2 separate regions of the Sus scrofa genome follow, and region 1 is linked to region 2. The links are chromatin contacts, called in public Hi-C maps. All regions are on one chromosome and are shown on one strand. Each heading gives the region's core, a stretch centred on a gene start, on an enhancer-like site or on the middle of the called end of the contact. The rest is flanking DNA. Distances are from core to core; before and after follow the strand shown.

Region 1 (7,394 bases), core at 1,707-4,206, 84 kb before region 2:
CTCCAGAGTCAGACACAAAGCTATTGCCATGTTCTCCCCCGCACCCATCCCCCAGTCAGTCTTCCTCTGCTTCCCAGGGGTGGCCCCCTTCCTTCACTCTCCCCTGCCGATGCTCCTCCATCTCCTCCATCCCCTGCCCCCCTCTCCTGCTGTAGAGCCAACAGAGGAGAGGGAGAAAGAGGGATGGATAGGAAAGTATCTTGTATTTAGAGCCCATGGAACTTGTTCATGGGATAGACGTCTGGATGAGGATGAGGGAGAGTCAAGGATATCTCCTCTATCCAAAGTCCACCCCACCACTCCCACCTCCCAGCAACTCAAGTTCAACCTGTCCAGACTAAACTCAGGTACTTTGCCTGTCTTGTTCTATCTTCTATCCCAAACCACAAGTTCAAAACCAAGAACAAGATTTGAACTCATCATCTTCCCTCCTAAACGACCCCCCTTCACACCCCCTCTCCTTCTCCTCCCCCACCTCCCTCCACTGTTTGCTGTCTCAGAGAATGGCAGCATCATCTGCCCAGCTGCCCACACCAGACCCTCCTGTACCCCAACATCTAATAAGTCCCCAATGACAGGAACCAGCCACCTCATTGACAGCTCTCCCATCTGTCCCTTCTCTCCATCTTCCTTACCTGGTTCAGGCCATGCTCACTTCTCACCTGGATCACTGCCATTTCCTCCTGCTGGGATGTTCTACCCCCTCCCATGTCCTCCAAGTGAGACGTCACAGTCAGAGTTCACTTTCAAAAACACAGACTCAGTCCTGCCCACCCTCTGCCTAAATCCCTTCCTTGACTCTTGAGAGCTTTGGGTCCAAAATTGAAATCTTTCAGCAAGACACCAAGGTCCTTCCTGGTGGGCCCTTCCGCCTGCATCTCCCACCACCACAGGTAGCCTCAAACATGGGAAGCTCTCCCTGTTCACTGTATAGCTCATGCTGGTTCCTCTGCCTGAGCGCCACCACACACACATGCACACACTCACACACATACCACTCCTTTCCCCCAAATTCCTACTCCCTCCTCACAACTCTGCCTTTGCACCCCTCTGAAACACAGATGTCCCTCCTAATTGCGTTGGGCACACCTCCACCACACCCACAGTCATCAAGTGCCTGGTTCCCTCCACTAGAATATCAGCCCTTTCAGGACAGGGCTTTTTCATCTTTTTCATCTCCATGTCCTTAAACCCTAACACTGAGCTTAGGACACAGTACTCATTGCATGCAGGGAGCATTTATTATATGACAGAAATGGTTTTCTAGTCTCAAAGCCATTCTTGGAGAGAGAAAACATCTCAGTATTTAAAGATGAAACGAATGAGGTTCAGAGTTAGAAAAGTGTCCAAAGTCACATAAGTTGTAAGTAGTAGAGTCCGAATTCTCTTCCAAGACTGCCTTACTTCCAAGCGCTTGCTTTCAACCACCCCGTCTTATGTAGCTAGTATTCCACACACATCTGAAAGATGCAGTCACTACAATGGTGATTCTCCAGATTCAGAGGGTGTAAAAACAGGCAGTCTAGGATCGGTCCTGTGGTTCTAAAATTCAACAAACATCCGTAATTGACTCATTCCGGACTCTTGGGACCACCACTTAAACAAATGACTCTTGCAGTTTCCTGTGTTACCACACGGTGGCAGTATAGCACCAGTGTTTGTCAACTGTCCCTCTAACATTTAAAGAGGAAGTGAGTTCCAGAAGGTAAACTATTGGCTTGATATTGTAGAGATCCTGCCCGACCATCTTCCCATATAAGTGCAATTAGCAATTGACCTCAGAAAAAGTTTCTAGGTCATACTATGCGTCGGTCAGTGTGGTTCCTGTCTCTTGGAGCCACAGCCGAAGGGCTGCTCACATACTTGCAAAATCCTTGGGTTTAGGGTACAAGGAGGTAACATGGTAATAATGGAAATGGCAGGGAGATTGAGGCATCCTCAAGAGTACGCTGGAAATATAATACAGAAAGGACCCATGTGTGTTGGCAACTTTGGGGCGTGGGGGCTGGCATAGGCTGATCCCAGCAATGGCCCCATGATAAACATTCACCTTATACATTCCTATAGTTCTCAAAGCACATTCACATCCATTGTCTTACACTGATACCACCCTGTTATCAGCTGGGTCATAGCAAATATCAACCCTACTGAGGCTGAAACCATCCCATTTAACAGATGAGGAAAACTGAAGCTCAGAGAAGGTGAGTAACATAGCTCCAGGGCAGTGGAATCATAAGTTGGTGGGATAGGATTCAAACCCAGGTGTCCAGCATGCTCCTTGCCTCCTCCCTGGCTCTGCGTTGGAACCTAAATAAATACATACATACGTAGAACGACTTGCCTGTGCTCTGCTCCAGAACCCTCAGGTCAGAATTTCTTTTTCTTTCTCTCTCTCTCTCTCTCTTTTTTTTTTGCCTTTTTTAGGGCCGCACCTGCGGCATACGGAAGTTCCCAGTCTAGGTGCTGAATCAGAGCTACAGCTGCTGACCTACACCACAGCCACAGCAACACGGGATCCGAGCCGCATCTGTAGCCTACACTACAGCTCACGACAATGCCGGATCCTTAACCTACTGAGCGAGGCCAGGGATCGAACCTGAATCCTCATGCATACTAATCGGGTTCATTAACCACTGAGCCACGACAGGAACTCCCAGGTCAGAATTTCTGATGGTGGGCAGCAGCAGGAGTATTTCTTTCAGTGCCCCAGTTGATATAAATGTCAGCCAGGTTGAAAAATCGCTGCCTTTGCTGGAAGAGCCAGCATGTCTGCCCCACCCAGGACAGCAGCCATCGGCTGCCAGCTACAGCTGAGGGGACAGTGGCGGGAGCACCCACCAGTGGACGAAAGGAAATCCACAAAGGGACTGCTGACCCACAGGGCACAGATCCAGCCAGTGCCCAAAGCCCTCCAGGCTCTCTCTGAGCATCCTCCAGCTTTTGCCCACAGGGGGCAGTATAACTCAGGGCTGAGCAGCATCAAGGCTCTGGAGTTTGGGGTCCCAGCCCTGGGTGGTGGAGGTCAGGGCACTTGGGGGGGCCTTTTCCTCATCCATGAAATAGAGCTAATACTAGTGCCTCATTTGTGGGTTCACAACGATTAATGAATAAAGTGCTTCAGGGGTGGCCAGACACCAGGTGATGGTGCAGCCTAGCTGCTCTGGCTGGGGGCGGGGAAGGGGGGAGTCTGTCTGCTTTAGGGGACTTGTTTTTCTTCTCCAAGGAGGAATGAAGCTCATCCCACCCCTGGGATGGGCCCCAGGTGTCCCTCTGCCTCTCCTGAGTTGCTAGATGGAAGGTCAGGAGGGAGGGGAACCAAGCAAAGCTGCCTCTGGTCCCCTCCTCCAGGATGGGAAGGATCAGGCTCCACAGACAAGGGGGAGCGCTCCTTCCCTCATGGTCCCCTGCCAAGGGGGGAGCCCCCTGGAATTTGCCAGGACTGGAGGGGCCAACAGAACCAAGCAGCAGAGCTCTCACACAGGATTTGGCTTCAGACATAGGACCCACTTCTGTGCCCCCGAGTCTTGGACAGCTCCTCGGGCCCCTCAGCAAGCAGGCCTGGATTCTCAGAGGTCACACTGTTGTGAATACACTGGCCCCCAACAGCCCCACTCCCTTTTCTGGGGGGCTGAGTGAAGGTCTCCTCCCACACAACTGGAGAGGGAGCACTCCATGGTTTCAGGGGCCAGAGGACCCCAATTTCACTGTTTCTGGGTTCCCTTCCTCTTGCAGCAGTGTCATGGGAATTGAAAAAGGAAGAAATACCAGCCCCACCCCTGCTTCCCCAAGGCCCACCCAGGGGCAGGACTGGCCAGAGCCCTAGCTGGGAGTCCCCAGATTCCTGGGGTTGTGCTAGAAGTTTCCTCCTGGGTTTAGGACTTGGAGTTCCTTTGTTCTCTTTTTTTTTTTTTTTTTTTTTTTTGTGGATTTATTTTTAATAGTCCCAAACTGGAAACATCGAAAGTGCCTATCAGTTGTTGAATGGATAAGCAAATTCCAGTCTATTCATGAATTGAAATACTACTCTGGAATTGAAATACTACCGTTTCCATAAGCCCTTCCCCCTGCCCCACCCATTTCATTCCTGTTGAGTGGACAACCCATTCTTGCCTCTCCCATTTCCCCCAGGGTCCGGGGAAAGCTGAAGAAAACGAGGCTGGTGAGCCCTGAACCTCGGGATCTCCTTCCCAGGGGGACCCCAAAAGATTCAGCCAAAAGACACACACTTTATTTGTCCTTCCTTTAATCTTAAGCAAAAGAGACACAGGGGTTCAAAAATAAAAATTTCTTTTTTCCCCCTCTCCCAAACCTCTACCCCAGCTCCGCCACTGCAGCCCCCTCCCTCCCCAGCAGGGATTCCAGGAGGGAGGGTGCGGGCATCTCCAGCTGGGCATCTCCAGCTGGGGAGGGGGGAAGGAGGGGGGGACGGGTGCCAAGCTCGGTGCTGGTCTCTTTCCAAATATAAATACGCATGTCAGAACTCCTGGAAAATCCTCCCCCACCCACCACGCAAGCACTCTCCCCGCTCTGCCTGCGTTTGAAGAGGGGTGGGGGTGGGGGGGTGCCAGGCACCGGCTGGCTGTGGTTTACTGCATCCGCTGGGTGTGTGCCCCGCGAGCCCCCTGCTGCTCGTTGTAGAAGAGATGACACTCGGGGTCCCCCCGGATGGTGGGGGCCCCCTGGATCAGCTTCCCGGTGTTGGGGTTCACGCACCAGCACTCCCCACGCTGCCCATTCAGAGACATCTTGCACTGAGGAGAGAGAAGTGGAGGTGGAGGAGGCCGCACTGAAATGCAGATGCCCTTCGGCAGGTCTGGGTGTGCTTGCGGTTCTGCAGGGCTAAGGAGCTCCAGCGAGATGCTGGTGCTGCTGGCCCAGGACCATGCTCTGGTTAGTGGCGTGGCTGCTGGGGATGCCCCAAGGAGGAAAGACATAGCCCCCACCTGCAGGGAGGTCCCATCCAGTGGGGGACCAGTGTACTGGAGGTCAGCCCTAGTGTGAGGCAATATACCCAAATGATAGTAAAATCATCGCTAGCACTGGAGTTCCTGCTGAGGCTCAATGGGTTAAGACCCTGACGAGTATCCGTGAGGATGCAGGTTCAATCCCTGGCCTCACTCAGGGGGTTCAGGATCCAGTGTGGCTGTGAGCTGTGGTGTAGGTCACAGATGCAGCTCAGATCTTACATGGCTGTGGCTGTGGCGCAGGGGGGCAGCTGCAGCTCTGATTCGACCCCTAGCCTGGGAACTTCCATATGCCACAGGTACGCCCTAAAAAGAAAAAGAAAAGAAAAATGTTTTTTAAAAAATCAGCTCTAGCACACATCCTACCATGTGCCAGGCATGGTGTAAGCTATCTACACATGGCTTGCTTACAGTTCCTGTCTAACGTATGTATTCATTTAATCCTCACAACCGCCTTGTGAATTAGGTACCATTACTTTACCCCTTGACAGACCATCAGAAGGAAACACAGATGGGTTCAGTAACTCGTCCCACATCACAGAGCTAGTAAGAGCCATCGCTGCGATGCCAATGCAGGCACTCCCCTCCCAGGTCCCTGCTCTTCCCCAAAACCCAGCTCCTCTTGCAAATCCCTGCAGTTCTCCACAAGGCTCAGTGTGCAGGCTGGTTTTCTATAGAAGAGATGGCTATTTCTTCTTTTGTGCTCCAAATGCAGTAGCTGGCTGCCATTTAGAGGGCAGGCACATGAACCAATAGCTTTTAATGTTAGACTGATATTTCGAGGGGCAAGATGCCTGGGCCGTGTAGGACGTGGGGAAGTGAGACCCCCCCCACCGCGGGATCAGCAGAGCCTGTACCCCATCCCCTGGCTTTGCAATCTACCCTTTCAGTCGGTTTGACAGCCTGCTAGGATCACCAGGGGAGCTTTGAAAATCCGGTGCCCAGAAAGCCCCCCAGACTCACAAAATCTGGATCTCTGGGAGGAGGGCCAGGGCATCGTATGATTTGAAGCTCCCTAGAAGACCCCACTGTGCAGCTGGGCTCAGAACCCCTGCTGGAAAACAGAATGGCTGGTGGCGCCCACACCACTACCCGCTTCCTCCCTCCTAGCTCTCACCTGTCTTCAGTGAAATGCATGTGGGCTTCCCCTCCCCACACAAGGCATGAGCGGAGTGGGAGGGAGGGAGCAGTGGGCTAGGAAAGAGGGCAGCCGACCAATATTAAACAACCACTAACAATCATGACTACAAACTCTAGACGGTTACATAAAAAATGTAATAATGCTAAAGGGAAATATGCATATGCCCACCATTGATCACGAGAAGGTATATGAACAGGAGTTCCCATTGTGGCTCAGCGGGTTAAGAACCCGACTAGCATCCATGAGGACGCAGGTTCGATCCCTGGCCTCGCTCCATGGGTTAAGAATCTGGTGCTGCTGTGGCTGTGGTGCAGGCCGGCAGCTGCAGTTCTGATTCGACCCCTAGCCTGGGAACCTCCATATGCCACAGGTGTGGCCCTAAAAGCAAAAAAAATAAAAAAGAGAGAAAGAAAGAAAGATGGTGTACGAACATATGAACAGAGTGGAAAGGGGTGAGAAAAGGGCTCCTGGGTGTTTTACTTACACTTTCTTAATTTTCTCTAATGTACTGACAAAGCTGTTCTACTACCCTTCTTAGACATATTTTAAGTCATATCGCTCCACCCCTGATTCTCCATTCCCTGAAATACTTGAAAACCAGAGCGGCTACTTGGTCAGTGGTTTAAATCAGTGATTCTGCAAGTGCAGTTCATGGCCCATCAGCATCCCCTAAGAGCTGGTTAGAAAGGCAAATTCTCAGGCCCCACTCCAAATGGCAACCTTTTTTTTTTTTTTTTTTCTTTTCTTTTCTTTTTGGTCTTTTCAGGGCCACACCCAGGCATATGGAAGTTCCCACGCTAGGGGTTGAATTGAAGCTACAGCTGCCAGCCTATACCGCAGCTCACGGCAATGCCGGATCCTTAACCCACTGTGCCGGGCCAGCAGGGCCCGCATCCTCATGGATCCTAGTCAGGGTCATTACCACTGAGCCGCGAAGGGAACTCCCTGAATGGCAGTCTTTGGGGGTGAGGCCTGGGAATCACCTCCTGGTGATTCTAATGCTCAACAGAAGTCAAGACGCCCTGGTGTAAGGCCCCCATCCCTTCTCCAGGCGGCTCCCTCCCATCCTGGACACCAGAGCTGCCGCCAGGTAGCCAGGTAAGTGGAGTCAGCCTCCGAGGGGCCTGAAGCCAAGAAACAAGCCCCACCCTCACTCTCCCTGGCCTGGCAGCGGACATCCCCACCCCTGGCTCATGAAGACTCGGTCTCCGGCTCAGCTCTGAGACCTCCAGGGGTAGGATGGGAGCAAGGCACGGCCAGAGAGCCTCACTCACCTGTTTGAGGTTGTA
Region 2 (7,041 bases), core at 4,442-6,941:
GAAAAAAAAACAAATTTCCCCTGTAGAAAGTCCTCAGCAACTTATTAAAATTTATGGAGAATGTTGAAGCAACAACGTGTATAAAAATGGTGTGCGAAGCTTGGAGAAGGGTGGGAAGATGCCAGGCCCACTCAGGGCAGAAGGCAGACCACCGCATTAGATTGGCTGGCACTGGAAGCTGCATTTATCACCATGATGTGCTTGAGTCTCCTAGCAGTTGAGAATGATTTCTTGGAATAATCAGTTCAATGGGAAGCAGCTTGGATTACATGTTCTGGTCCCTTTGGGCTCCAGTATTCTAGGATCTGATAACTGCCTTATGTTTTAGATTGATACCATGTGGCTTCTAATGAATCGTGCCTCCCTTGGGCCCACTTCTCTGTGCTGGGTCACTTTACAGGTGATTCTGTCAGGAGGTAAAGTCTTTTCCCACTCCTTGAACTAGGATTGGCGTCATGACTTGCACTGACCAGTAGACTACAGAGGAAGGGATACTATGGGACTTTCCGGTTAGTCCTTAAGAGACTTTGCAGGTTTTGCTTTCACTCTCTTGGGACACTGCCATGGGCAAGTGAGAACACAGACCAGTCTCCTTGAGGATTCAAGCCCACATGGAGAGAGAGGCCCAGGCTTTTCTCTTGTTGCAGCCAAGCCCAGGGTTTTGCAGACCTGCTCCCCACAGAGGGGATCCCTGTGAAGACCCACCCAGTAAACCCACAGAACTGTGAGAACTAGGGCTGCTTTTAAGCCCATGCATTTTAGAGGGGTTTGTCACACAACAATAGATAGCTGAGCACCTTATCAAAAGATAGTTTTTAAGAAATGGAGTTCTTGCTGTGGCACAGTGGGTTATGAAAAGAGACTGTGGTGGCTGAGGTAGCTGCAGAGGCTTGGGTTCAATCCTTAACCCACTGTGCCACAGTGGGAACTCCAGGATTATATTTCTTTTTCTTCATAGCACATAATAGAACTCAACTGCAGAAATCGGAGAAGGAGAGATTACCTTATGAGAAACAATCTCCAATTTCAAAGATACTTGAAAGGACTGAATATTGCAGTGCCTTCCCTATTGAATCGTCATCTGAACAAGTTGGAATGGCTACTCAAGGCAGTAGATGTATATTTTCTTGCCATAGCAAAATGGAGGGCTTACCCAATCCCCTTACCATAGGATTATTTTTTGTTTTATTTTCCCTGACTTGGTGCAGTCCTAGGAAGAAGTTGAATTTGTTGATTATCTTTGCTGGAGGGAGAAGCTTAGCATCAGTGAAGATCACTGGTATTTGGTCTCTAATCCATTCTATGTTTCTCCCACTTAGGGATGCATTTTGTAATTCTTTCACATAGGCAATACCAAAAGGATAAAAGTCAAATTTAAAATCAGAGGGGAGGGAGCTTCCATTGTGGCTCAGTGGAAACGAACCTGACTAGTATCCATGAGGATGCAGGTTTGATCCCTGGTCTCGCTCAGTGGATTAAGGATCCAGTGTCACCATGGCTGTGGTGTAGGCTGGCCCTGGCCTGGGAACTTCCATACACAACAAGTGCAGCCCTAAAAAGCAAAAAATAAATAAATAAAATAAATAAAATCAGAGGGGGAAAAAAAAAGAGTGCTGTAGAAACACAGCAACATTTTTTTGCCCAATGTAGTCTATTAGCACCACATGTGTGAGCTAGAACAGTATGTCTAGCTAATAGAAAGCTCATTTGTGATGAGTGCTTGCTCCCTACCCCCTGACACCATGCACACACATCCAGTCTTCTCCAAGGTGTTTTGAACATGTTGAGTTGTCGGTTACATATCCAGTTGGAGATGTTGAGTTGGAAGTGGGATTTACAAGTCATGAGTTCTGGAGGGAACACTGGGCTAGAGACAAAAATTGAGGGCTGGGTCATCAGCATACTGAGGGCCTAAGGAGTGCCCAGGGTAGCAACACAGCGTGGCCCAAGTCCTCAGAAGACTGGGCTCTGGAGCTGGCCCTGTCTATGTAACTGGGGACCATGAATATGACCCTTTCCCTGTCTGAGACTCCACCTCCCCATCGGTCGAATAAAGGGGAGAGATGAGATGATCTCCAAGTTTCCTTCTAGCAAAATATATTTGTGATTTTAGGATTCCAATTGCTAAAGTGTTCCCTACCCTCAAAGAGCTTACTTTTCTGCCAAGGTGAGCAAATTGAGAAGACAATCAATCATGGAATCCCAAGGACAACAGAGCAGAAGCCTTCTACCCAGAAGTCAGCCGAGCTATGGGAATGACAGCACTATGATGCATGTGAATAATGGGGAAGATTTCTTGGAGGCCAGAGTGGGGGTGGGGGGAATGATATGGAAGCTTCCGAAGCTCCAGATTGGAGGAAAGGGAGGAGACTCTGTTGCGTGTTTAGGAAGCGGATTGAATGAAGGCACAGAGAAGGAGAAGGGCATGTCATTCAAAAGAGTTTAACTGAAGGGAGTTGAATAAAAGAAGTATTTACAGGAGATACGGCTTCCTCTTTAGGGAGCCATGAAGGAGATGGAGAGGCACCCAGGGCTCAGCAACAGTGAGGAAGCAATGGCACACTATTTGGGTCAAGGGAGAGAACGCTGTTACCAGAGCCTCAGCAGAGCTAGAGGGAGGGAAGAGGGCCTGGCCAACAAGAGCTACAGCCATGAAGGGTTATAAGGCAGAAAGGGAACAGGGAAATAAATGCTCCATCTTCTCCCTCTCTTCCTGCTTTGGGATCTCCGACCAGACCATCCTACTGGACAATCCAAACAGAAGGCCAAGGCAATGGAGTCTGGGTGCTGTCATCTATGGAGGGCAGCATCCCAAGGCACGAAGCAGAACAGAGGGGGCAGATGGTGGGTCCAGGGGAGGTGGGGGGAAATGAGAATAATCATCCCATGAGGCATCCAGAGAAGAAGAGCGTGGTTTGTACTCTTTCCAAGAAAGCTTGCTTTGCCTCTGTCCAGACGTGAAAGTTGCTGAGTCTCAGAATTCCTGCTTGTGAAATGGGCCGTGCCTGTGTCCTAGAGTGGTAAGGATGGGTCTGTGATATGACAGAGGGAAGGGCCAAGCACAGGGCCTGGTCCACCTTGGAGACTCCTCTTTCCTACCCATGCCCACATGACACTTTGACCAGATTACCTCTCCAGGTGTGGGTCTCCAAATGATCTAATAATTTACATATCTGTTTCCCTCCATCAGTTCATTCATTAAGTGTGTATTTACTGAGCATCACATGTGATTGCTGTACGTACCACAGAGGACAATGCAGATGTGTTCCTTGCCTCTCTCCCCCCTTCCTCACAGACCTATCCCCATCCAGTGTGGGTCCCTGGGTCCTCTCTCCTGATTCTCACTGATTTTATATTTTCAGCATCTCCCTATCACCAACCTCTGACAGAATTGTGAGAATGGTCCTAGGAGGAAAGCTCCCTTGCTTTTAACTGGAGAAGCTGCTACTTAACTTTTCCAGCAACACTGAGCCCAAAAAGTAGTCGGCTTTATTCTGACAATGAGTCTGTGCCAGAATCAGCGATACAGCCATGCATGCAAGAGAGAAGGATCCAGCAAGGGAGACAGAGATGGGAAGACCCTGAGAGCCCAGAGCCTTTCTGAACTGCCATCAGAACACCCCAAGTATGGGGTCATGGGAGTATCCAGAGGTCACCAGATCCAAAGAAACGCATAACTTAGTCTTATCCCTAACACTTTGTGGAGCTGTTTATTGCCTTGCTGTTTTAGTGATCTGTGATTCTATTCAAAGTCCCCCTCTCTCTCCAGGACTCAGTATTTTCATCTGTAACATGAAGAGGTTGGACCAGATGACTTCTAAGTTCCCACTGAAGTGTCTAACTCAGATCGTTTGAGTCTATTGTTGTGGGAAGGCTAATAAGAACGTTAGATCTGATTTTATGGTATTGGATATTCTGGGAGCTTCAATCCTTTTGAAGATTGAAGATTCTGCAGTCTGGGTAATTTCCCTTCCGAGCTACCATTCAAATCTCTTCTGGAAAATAGCCTACACAATTCTCTTTCCACCAGGGGGCTTCAGGGAGGCCTCCAGATCTGCAAACACTGCAAAGAGAGTGTGAATCCAAGAGCAAGAGCTAATTGATGCATTGGCATCTGAGCCCAAGGATTGGCTTGGCCCCCACAGGGGGTGACTGAACTGAAGGTTTAGTCACTTTGGCGATCGAAAGAACTAAACTGAACTTGATGAGAAGTTGAACTTGGAGAATATGAATAAACAACACAATAATAATAGCTCTTTATTGAATGCTTGCAATATGCCAGACACTGTGTGAAGCACTCAGCAAGAATCTCATTTAATCTTTACAACCCTCTGGGGTAGGTATTATTAGTATTCCCAAGATATAGATGGCCAAGTGTAATTTAAAGCCTTAAGTAACTTGCCCCAAGTCCCTCAGCTATTAAGTGAAGGATCTGGATCTGGGACAGCAACCCAGGTCGGCCTGACTCTGAGGTCCCTGAGGAGGCACGTGCTACGCTCTCAGAGCCCCACTGGACTTGGGAAAAGTTCTATTCATCATGTCCGCCTCCGAGGGATGGCTCAGAAGGATCACAATGTTCCGATTTAAAGACCTTTGGGAAAACTTTGCAGATTTTCTGTATTCCTTACCCCACCTCTGGCTGTGTTAATGTCTCAGCCCCCACTCCTTCCCCTGTTTCCAGAGGTCTCTGGGCCATATTAACATGTCTATTTATAAACTCAACTCACTGGCTCCACACTCTCTAGTTGTTTCATTTGGTGTCCTGTCTAAATTCTTTGGGAGGCTCCAGGAGGGGGAGACAGCAAGTTGGGTTAAAGGGAAAAGACCAGGCGGGGACCTATTCAAAAATATGATACACAAGCTCTTTTTGCTACTCATAAGATCCTTCAAGACCCATCTTGATAGGGAGGTTATGAACAAAGGCTTTGGGGGTCAGCTAGACCTGGATTCTAGTGATGGTTGTGAAGCTTCATCTGAGTTACCTCCCTTCTTTGAGCCTCAGCCCCCTCTTCTGTACAATGAGGGAGGAAGAAGTCCATCCAGGGTTATTTTTAGCACTTCTGGAAATCATGCATCTGCAGGGTTTAGCACAGTGCCTACTGCACAGTATGTGCTCCAACCTGGTAGCTGCTATTTGTAGAACGCTCTCATTGGCTGCCTGCTTTGTTCCTTCTCACTTACGCCACGCTGGGTAAAGTGGTGCCCTGTCCTTTCCGATAGGTTCAAAAGCATGCCTGCCTCTGGAACTCCCTTCAGACATGAAGTTCTCCCTTTCCCATTTTGTGAGCAGAAATTGCTCCAATGGCCTTGAGAAGAGCGTGATTGACTAAGGGCTATTAACCTAGTACCAGCTGTGTACAGAACAGAGCACAAGAGGCATGGGGGAAGTTCTAATTATGGAGCAGAGGTTCAAGAGATAAGACTAATACTCATGAGAGAACCAGGCTGTAAGAATACAAGACTGTGCATAACGCTGGTACAGAGGACAAATGCTAACATTGCTTAGGACTTGACTGATGGCTCTTCCAGATCCCAGACAAATTTTCTTCAGAGGCTCGAGAGAACTCAGGGATCTCACCCTTAGTTGACGCACAAATAACCTGAGTCAGGGTCGTGTTGCTGCCACTCCATGTGGTGCCATTGCACGGGCAGTGGCAATGATTTGTGTGTGGGCTGCTGTTTCCATTTCCAGAGGGCAGAGCTCATGTTTGGGCTAGCAGGGTGTTTCCCACTCAATAAACAAGATGTGGCCGCAACAGGATGGGGACAAAAAGGTGAAGGGAAAGATCACTGAACTAGAGGTCAGGGGACTTGGGTCATAATTCCACAATGACCACTAACTTCTTGTATGACCTTGAACTAGTCCCTTGCCCTTCTATGTATAAAATGAGAGAGGTAGCCAGATAGGGTTTTCTGAATTGTGCTCCATGTTCTGGAACTTCTGGAGCTTCAAGGGCACCAGTGGGACAAGAGGACAAGTGAGTGACTGTTTGGGATCCTATGTTATCCCCCTCTTATCTTTCCCTAACTTCAACCAGAACAGCCCCCCATTCACATCTTTTTACATACTGGGTAGCTTTCTTGGAAAAATCCTAACTTATCTCCCTCCACCATATTCCTTTTATGTACAAGTCAGCTGAGTCCCAGAGAGCTAAAGCAACTTGACAAGGTCACTCAGTGAATGGCGGAGATGGTACTAAAATCTCTTTTCTGATAACAGTGACAATTATTTGTTGTCCAAGAATAAATGTCACCAGCTCCTAAGTTCTGAAAAGAGGGGCAAGCTGAAGGTAGGGCAGTGAGTAGGGGTTGGGAATGCATTGGCCAAGGCACCGGAATGCCAGCTCTGACAAAGTCCACCTGAAGTCCGGGCAATGCCCAATGAAGAAACTGACACAGGATTGGGTCCTTGATGACTCCACTCCCTGTTGACAGAGAAAGGGACCCAAGCCAAAGCAAAGAGACTCATTGGTCACCCTGAGGCCTTTCTAGAGGGCTCACCAATTTCTCCACCCTCTAGCTTCTTAGCCCTTGTCCCAGAAGTCAATATAGCATGCTACCAAAGTTCCTTTATTCTTATTTTTTAAATTAATAAATATTAATTTTTTAAAGAAAAAAGGGAGCAGTAAGTCCAAAGAGCACCCATCTACCCCCTCTCTACTCTTGGATTAGTGTGGGACATTTGTTATAATTGATGAACCAATATTGACACATTATTATTCACTAAAGTCCAAAGTTTACATTGGAGTTCACTCTTGGGCTTGTACACTCTAAGAGTTTTGACAAATGCATAGTATCATATATCCATCATTACAGTATCATACAAAGTAGTTTTACTTCCCTAAAAATCCCCTGTGCTACACTGATTGATCCCTCTTTTCTCCCTACCCTCAAACTTCTGGCAACTACTGATCTCTTTCCTGACTCTGTAATTTCACTTCTCCCAGAAGTCACATATTTGGAATCATACAATGTGTAGCTCTTTCAGATCATCTTCTTTCACAGAGTAATATGCATTTGTTTCTCCTGTTTTTCAATGAA

Evidence for each region. Hi-C and Micro-C count contacts between places; a contact is called where the count stands out from the background.
Region 1: a contact with region 2 is called in a Hi-C map of liver, with 19 times the contacts expected there. The contact joins two enhancer-like sites. A contact is called at or near these places in 5 of 47 Hi-C or Micro-C datasets (embryonic fibroblasts, liver and skeletal muscle).

What each region holds. Positions count from the first base shown.
Region 1 is chr15:118,847,818-118,855,211 of Sscrofa11.1, reverse strand. It overlaps IGFBP2 (insulin like growth factor binding protein 2), which reads right to left. Exons shown (of 4, transcript NM_214003.1): 3 at 7,380-7,394; 4 at 4,227-4,751. The coding sequence ends at 4,587. Among named protein-coding and RNA genes, the nearest start is that of IGFBP5, 26 kb to the left of the region's middle. Within about 2 kb of position 2,956, at least 11 of the 83 cell types and tissues checked have an H3K27ac peak or open chromatin away from gene starts, as enhancers often do. A contact at or near this core is called in liver, where this site is marked.
Region 2 is chr15:118,766,986-118,774,026 of Sscrofa11.1, reverse strand. No RefSeq gene overlaps it. Among named protein-coding and RNA genes, the nearest start is that of IGFBP2, 52 kb to the left of the region's middle. Within about 2 kb of position 5,691, at least 3 of the 83 cell types and tissues checked have an H3K27ac peak or open chromatin away from gene starts, as enhancers often do. A contact at or near this core is called in liver, where this site is marked.